Linked DNA regions of Rattus norvegicus: region 1 is linked to region 2. Evidence: chromatin contacts called from public Hi-C data. All regions are on one chromosome and are shown on one strand. Each heading gives the region's core, a stretch centred on a gene start, on an enhancer-like site or on the middle of the called end of the contact. The rest is flanking DNA. Distances are from core to core; before and after follow the strand shown.

Region 1 (3,762 bases), core at 807-3,306, 370 kb after region 2:
CGCCAGGGTTGAGCGCAAGGCATCTTGGATGTCATAATCCAGTCCTTCCTAGATGGTTATACAGGCTGCAGGTGTACTGTATTTCAGATTTCACCTTCCGGGGTGAAACTGCCTGCCTCTTCAAGAGGCCTCTGAGGAACCTCCCCAACCCCAACCTGACCCTCCCCTCCCCCAACTCCCCACACACATACAGCCCCACCTGGTCCATTGTCCAAGGTTGCTGTGACTTACGTTTGGTGCACCTCTGGGAGCCCGGGGCCTTACTCCACCCATGGCAGCACTGCCCTCCACAGACATTGATCCTGAAACAAAGTGAGACCCCTGAGTCCAGAGCAGTGAACTCAAGCTTCCAGAGAGTTCCTGAAAAGTTAGTCTCTTGCTTCCACGTTCCTCTAGATTAGAGAGAGCTCTAAAGTGTGCCCACAGGATGCCCAGCCCAAAGTTGCTCAGCTGTAAGGGTCTAGGACCATTCATCTGGGAAGGAGGGAGGAACCACTGGATCTGCAGAACAGGCATGGAGACTTAAAATCCAAACAAATGGTTGTCTCAAACTCCAAATTAAAACAGTCAAAAGTATTCTTCATATTCTCTAGGCCCACTTTGCTTCACTGACGCACCCCCCATCCCCCCCCCCCCCGCCAAAAGAGTGAGATCACCCTGAGGATCCATCCCTGGGAGTTGGGGGAAGAAGCCAAATGTCCAAATTAAGTCGCCCCCATCCCAACTTGTGATTAATGGGGAGAAAGGCGTGCAGTAGGGATATTTAGCAGCACCGAATAACAAACTTTCCAACCCCTACTGCGGTCCATGTGGAATCTCATCCCAACCTCTTACCAATTTAGGACCCACAGGTGCCAGGAAACCCAAGTCTACAATTTCTGGGATGCTCAAGGAGAGCTTTAGAGCTTTAGAGCCAGCTTTCACTCACAATCCCTTTTTCATTAGGTAAACCAAAATAAAAAACCGAGTTGCAAGAAGTTTAATTGATGCCTTGGGATTAAGCTGTAGTGACTTCATGTTTACGCCCATAGTCTAAGAGCTGAAGGGTTTGCGCACAGGAGGTTACGCCCCGGGAAAGAAATAAATGCCTTTTGTGTTTCCCTGCAGCTCGGTAACAATGCACTCGGAGTTAAACACCAGTAAAAAAGTGAGCGGGCTTCCCCCGCGCCCACCCCTTCCCGCAGCGCCCCCGGCGGGGAGGAGACGGTGCACTGGCCCCGCCGGGTCCCAGCGCGCGGGGCAGGCGGAGCGTGGGCTTACCCCTGCAGCTGCTGCTTCTGCTGAACCTGCAGTCTGGAGCCCCCGGAGCTCTGCGTGTCCTGCTGCACTTTGGAGCGCACGACTTGCCTGCCATGTTTGGCGAAGCGAGTGACCGCGGTCTGAGCACCGGCCTTTGAGTGGAGCTGCCGGCTGGGCGCCCCCGGACGCGCGGGCTCGGGTGGCAGCGGAGATCGGAGCCCGGGCAGGGCCGCGCCGCCAGGCTGGCTGGTGCGCCGGGTCCGCTCGGCTGGGGGCCCGGCCAAGGAGCGGCTGGAGGTGGCTGTTGAGCTCCGGCTGTACCTGGCGTCCAGTGCGACGTTGAAGGTCCGCGGGGGCCCAGCCAGAGGCAGGGTTCCGGCCGGCAGTCCCGGGCCCGGGCGCACCACGTACGTGATCCTCCGCACCCGGCCGTGCGCAGACCACGCTAGCAGCCCTGCCCAGAGCAGGAGTCCCCACCTGAGCCAGGCTCCCGCCATCGCGGGCAGTCTCCGGCCGTGCGACTCGCCCTGCCCCGGCGCACTCCCTCGGTATCCCCGAGGACTCCGCGGAGAGCCTGTGCGCCGCGGGGTGGAGGCCAACTGGGTGGCCGCAGGGAGGGAGCTTTGCGGGCGGCTGAGCGGCAGCGGACCCCAGCCGGGAGCGGAGGCGAGCAGGGGGCGGGAGCTGGGGTGGAGAGGAGGGGAGGGGCGCGGGCTGCTCAAGGTGAGGGTCCCCTGGCTCAGCCGGGGTGTCGCCGGGTGCTGCTGAGGTGCTATGGGCGCCGACCCCGCGAGGGTGGGCGAGGACGACCGTGAGCGCTGGACGCTCAGAGGCAGCCCCGGCTGCAAAGTCTTTTAAAAGTTTCTTCTCCCCGGTGGAGCCCTGTGTCAGATCTGAACAGCCAATCTGCGGCAGACGTGACGTCAGGCAGCAAATCCTAATTGGGGAAAGCTTGAGATGAGCCGGAGAATGAGCCGCCACCCTCCGCATCCAAAGATTGGGACTGTGGGTCGAGTGGACAAGGGTTCCGGCTCCCCAGTCCCAGGAGAAGACAAAGAGCTCAGCAAGGTGAGGGAAGAACGGCCCTTTCCTTCTAGCGGCCGAAAAGGATTCGAGTAATAACAGTTTAGAAGTGTTTTACCCGAGTTTGTTTGGATACTGTCTGCAGGAGTTGAATTTGAACACTAGGTCCGGTCCCAGAAAAGGCTATCCCAGGTAGGGCAAGCTGTCCATTGGAAAGTGATTATCTCTATTAGTCGGAAGGAAGGTTTTCTTTAGGACTGCAACCTCCGGAAGACTTTGTGGTACCCTGCTCCTGGCATTGGAGGGTCAAGAATGCGGGATGGGCAGCAGGGGGCGCCCATGTAGATGAAGAAAAAAGCAGAGGCTGCCCAGCCGGTGGTCCTCGCAGTGGAACGGAGCATTTAGGGATTCATTCTCTCTCTCTCTCTCTCTCTCTCTCTCTCTCTCTCTCTCTCTCTCTCTCTCTCTCTCTCTCTCTCTCTCTCCTCCCCTCCCCTCCCCTCCCCTCCCCTCCCCTCCCCTCCCCTCCCCTCCCCTCCCCTCCCCTCTCCTCTCCTCTCCTCTTCTCTCCTCTTTCTCCTGCAAAAGAGACTTTGAAGAAAACCAGGTAATGGCATCTTTACTGCTAACATCTGAATTAAAACAATGTCAACAGAATGAATGCTATTTTTACATGACTGAAATCAAAAGTCCATTAAAATAACTGTATATTTAAAAAAGAAAGCGCCAGAGACTGGAGAAATAGCTTGGTGGGTGGTTAAATGCACTGGCTGCTCTTTCATCGGACCTGAATTAGATTCCCAGCACCCACATGTTAGTTCACAACCATCCAAACCTCCAGCTCCAGGAGACTTGATGCTCTCTTCTGACCTTCAGATGCATATATACATATATATACATATATATATATATTCATGCAAAGCAGTGACACACATAAAATAAAGGAATATTTTCAAAAGTGAGCTAAAAGGGGCTTTTTCCCAGCCTTGGGTTTTCTCACACATTAGTACTTTTGATTGTCGTTTGCTGGCTTTCTGTGCACCAGCTCAGGACAACTGGTAGCAAGTGAGACTGAGTTAAGAAATATTGATGGTGGGAAAACTCATTTCAAGTTGAGGAAGCAATCTAGTCACCTACTTCAATCTGCATATGGCTGACATGCCGGTGAGTATTTGATCTGAGAAGACTGGGCCTGGAGGCCTGAACACAGGCTTCCAGAGGGAGCACTGTCTGAGAGCCACTACCATCAAAAAGAAGAAAGAAAGAAGGAAAGAAGGAAAGAAAGGAAGAAAGAAAGAAAGGAAGAAAGGAAGGAAGAAAGGAAGGAAGAAAAGCTCTGGATGAAGGAAGGAGACCTGGACTACAGCATAAAATTATCACTAATTTCTACAGTCCACAGGCATTTCACCTTTACTCTCGGAAGCTCTGCTTTCTCAACACACACATACACACACACACACACACACACACACACACACACACACACACACACACACAGAC
Region 2 (4,002 bases), core at 84-2,583:
GTGAGGGAGGACCAGCTGACACTGCTTTGATCTAACGGCAGCATCTAACTTCTTGATTTGCAAGCCTAAGTGCTAACTCTAAAACGATGTCCCACTGCCTGCATTAGCATACCACATGAGAGCACGGAAAGGTTTCAGCTTTAATTCTCCACTTTGTCACTTTCATGTTTTAAAAAAAAATACTGTGCATTTCGAATGCACTTTGAGTTCTTGGGGAGTGAGGACTCGGGCCACACAGAACCAGTTCCAACAGAGTCTAGAGGCAGGATGCTTAGATCTGACTCTGCCCATGAGCAGGGCTTGACAATGCAAGCTACCCTCCTCAGCCTCAGCCACATCTCTTCCAGCAGGAGGCAGTGGCTGTGTACCTAAGATAACTGGAGAACCAGATGCCTTTCAACAATTCCTGGCACTGAGACCCATGAAAACCAAGCAGGAAATTTCTAATCAAAGATCCCACATTCTGATAACTATGAGTTCCTTCTAGCATGGCATGGACGCTTCCCAGGGTGCAAACCATGTCTGCCCCACTCTCTCATCTGAAATATGGATATGTGGCTTATTTGGTTTGAACTGGTTTTCTTAACAGCCTCGCCTTTCAGACTCTCACTTAACGTGAGGGCGAACAGATCAAATATTGAGGTTCTCCCAGAGGAACCTCAGCTACTGACATTTTAAGAGCGGGTAGAGAAGGTGTTTTGAAAGTGAGAGGAGGAGGAGGAGGAGGTAGGGTGGGAACAGGCAGGGAGGCCTGTGGAGTTCTAGAAGCCAGAGGTTGTTAGCACAGGCCAACCACACCACTGACACAGCCCCTTCACCTTACCACCAATAATCATGGGCTTTCCTCTGGGCCTGACATTTGGCCCCTTTAACTAGCTGGGGACGGCCATCGAATCCAGAGTGGCCCCCGAAGGTGAACAAAATTACACAAGAACATAGTTCTTCTCATGTGAGGGTCTTCTACTATCTTCACTCTCCCGTCATTCCTCCCCCATGCAGTACCAACACAAAAGGCAGCATCTAACGTCTGAGAGCCACATGGAATGGCCACTCCTGCAGCCTCCACCTGCCAGTATTCCCAGACTTGCTGCTTGAGCAGGAATTAATGCCTTGACCTATTGGACCAGAAGTGTGAAGGCCTGTTCTGAGCCAGAGCTGTATTTTACACTGCGCTTCAGTGCTCAAAGCTGATGGCAGACACTGCGATGTATTCTTCAAATTCTCCCAGCACTGTTTCCATCAGTAACGGATCGTTCCCCAAAACAGTGCAGCCCTCCTTCAGAAACTGGAAGGTTCAGTGTTGGCAGGCTGGGGCTAATCCGGCGTTTGAATGAACAAAGGACAATGCTGCCCTTCACAATCGTCTGGACATGCAGAAATCGTGTGTTTAAAGGGCTCAGACAGAATTCTGAACATGCAGTTTAAAAGCTCACACATTCTTTGGTTCCTCTGAAATGCTAGTGACTATCATTCATCATGGGAGCAGGTTTGGGCATCCTCAGATGCTGCTTAGTGTCTCAAGGACCTCATTCGCTGTTGGACCTACAGAGGAGGCATGTTTCCCAGGGCTCGTCAAAATGCAGAATCCTGTACTCTCATCCCTACAACCTCAGAACCCAGGCTGGAGTTCAGATGAGACTCCTGCCTCACTGGCTTGGTCTTTATGGAGCAGCAGTGTAGGAGAGAAACGTGTATAACAATTATTCCTACATTGGTCGATTCATGTTCAGGTGTTAGGTAACTACATCTTTTTTTTTTTTTTTTGGTTCTTTTTTTTCGGAGCTGGGGACCGAACCCAGGGCCTTGCGCTTCCTAGGTAAGTGCTCTACCACTGAGCTAAATCCCCAGCCCCAGGTAACTACATCTTATAAGAGCCTTCGGTTTTAGTTACAGTAGAAAACACCTTTGACTTGAATCTAGTGTGTATGTCTGTGCGTGTGCATGTGTGATGTATGTGAAGGTGCCCGCAGAGGCAAGAGTATCAGATCTTCTGGACCTAGGGTTACAGATAGTCGTGAGCACCTGACATGGTGCTGAAAACCCAACTCTGAGTCCTCTGGAATATCAGCAAGTGCTCTCTCTCGGTCATTGATCTACCTCTCCAGTCCTGATTTGAATATCTCTTTTGAAAACCCAGTCAGTTACATATGATTACCCAAAGTGCTTGACTCGCCAGTCACAGGTAGTAAATATAGCATTACAGAATCAGGCTCGAGACAGAATAAAATGTGGCTCTCCACAAGCACTCCCCATAGAGCATCCATGCCTACAAGCACAGCGTAGTCCAAAGGGCGAGGGCTGCAAGCAAATTACGCATCTCACACCTACAAATGAGCAAGGAGACACAAACCCAAAAGCAGCAACAAGATAAACACAAGTCACCTGTCAGTGTAAGACCTTCAGATCCCCAGAAACAAGGGAAATGTATATATAATATATATTTACCCACATGATAGGAAGAACTCTTTAGGGACTTCATGTGTGGTTTAGGAGTAGAGTTTGTGTTTTATCCAAGGCTCCATTCTCAACGTGAAAGCATTCCCCAGAGTCAAAGAACAACTTCAAAGCTATAGCATGTCTGTGGTGGCATGGTGACTAGTACCCTGTGTATAAATTTTCCAACGTCACATTAGTGGAAGTAATGGTGTCAGATAAAAGTGAATGTGGTCCCCGGCCCAGTGTTATGACTTGTGGGAGTTTTGTCCCTGGGAAGTCCTATCAGTCCGTACACAAAGGTTCACTATAGCATTGTTTACAATGGAGAAGTCAGGGCTGGGCTGAGAAAGGCTATGAAGGAACAATTAGAATAGCAAGCAGGAAGCAGGGATAAATAAAGCAGGCTGCATAGTCAGAACAGGTTCTGCCCAACTCCCCTCCGTCCTAAAACACCACCAACCACTATCTTAAATATGCATTTAAGAGAGGTGGTGTTAAAATCTACAAAGTGTGGCTTGTGGCCTTTTAAAATGCCATTGCTGAGGAGGTGAACCTGGTTTCAGATGCATTCACATAGACAGCAAAAAACCAAATGTTGCTCAGACCGGTGGTATTGAGTTCGGTTTTAAATATTACTCTAAATATGCATCAGCGACTAACATAATCTTTAATAAATGGATGTATAATAAACAGCCGATGAGGCCCAAAGATCAAAGGTCAAGAGTGAGCCTCTTTAGGGAGTGGGATTTAAATATGACAAGGGCAGGTAAAGGAAGATATAACTTCACTGGTTGTCTTAATTTTTGGAATTATTAATTACTATTTTTAAGCGAAAAACACTGCAGAAGAACAAGGAGACAGGAGGAGCTGAAGCACACTGAGGAGACCCAGGCCAGGTTGCATTTTCCTCTATACTGATTTCATTCTTGTCTCCCTGTGGCATTGTTCTCCAGGGCCTAAAGCACTGTCTTCTGTAATCACACGTTTTTCTGCCCTCCCCACAACCCCATGAGCTAGTCACGAGCAATGGGCCAGGTCCAACCCCAGAACCCGACCTTCCCAGCTCTCAGTGGCCACTGCTTCCGACTCAGCCTCCCTAGTTCCAAGTGGCTATCACTCCTGACTCGGCCTCTCCAGTCTGTTACTTTAGCTGTTTGCTTTTTGTGGCATTTCAAATTATTTTCTTTTCCATGCTACGCTGACTTGAAGTTATTTCTAACCCAGAATGTTACCTTTATGAAGTAGCTTGAAAGACAGATTCCAATAATTGAATTAACTAAAAATTAATGCCTTTCCCCTCTTGAAGCAATCCCTCCCCTCCTTGCTACTCTGAGAATATGTCCTGGTTACCAATGCGTTTGTCTTGCTCCAGCAGGCTGGGTTTTTAGCTTTAACAAGCCCATTGGAGAAAATGATAAATGAAACACGTACCTTCCTTTAAATAAGAAGTGGCTTGGGTGATCAGAAAAGAAACAAACCCTTATCATACAACCTTGCAGCCACCAAGTAGCTGGCCAGAAAACACAGCACCTAGACATATTTCAGTACCAGGAGAATGAACAGGTG

Evidence for each region. Hi-C and Micro-C count contacts between places; a contact is called where the count stands out from the background.
Region 1: a Hi-C map of Schwann cells shows a contact between it and region 2, with 5 times the contacts expected there. The contact joins the promoter of Ltbp1 here to the enhancer-like site in region 2. A contact is called at or near these places in 6 of 12 Hi-C or Micro-C datasets (the A7r5 cell line, the Rat2 cell line, Schwann cells and 3 more).

Annotation. Positions count from the first base shown.
Region 1 is chr6:26,175,245-26,179,006 of GRCr8, forward strand. Ltbp1 (latent transforming growth factor beta binding protein 1) reads right to left here and starts at 2,057. Exons shown (of 34, transcript NM_021587.2): 1 at 1,261-2,057; 2 at 232-302. The coding sequence starts at 1,736.
Region 2 is chr6:25,804,533-25,808,534 of GRCr8, forward strand. All of the region lies in intron 31 of Ltbp1 (latent transforming growth factor beta binding protein 1), which reads right to left. Among named protein-coding and RNA genes, the nearest start is that of Rasgrp3, 96 kb to the left of the region's middle. Within about 2 kb of position 1,334, at least 8 of the 93 cell types and tissues checked have an H3K27ac peak or open chromatin away from gene starts, as enhancers often do. A contact at or near this core is called in Schwann cells, where this site is marked.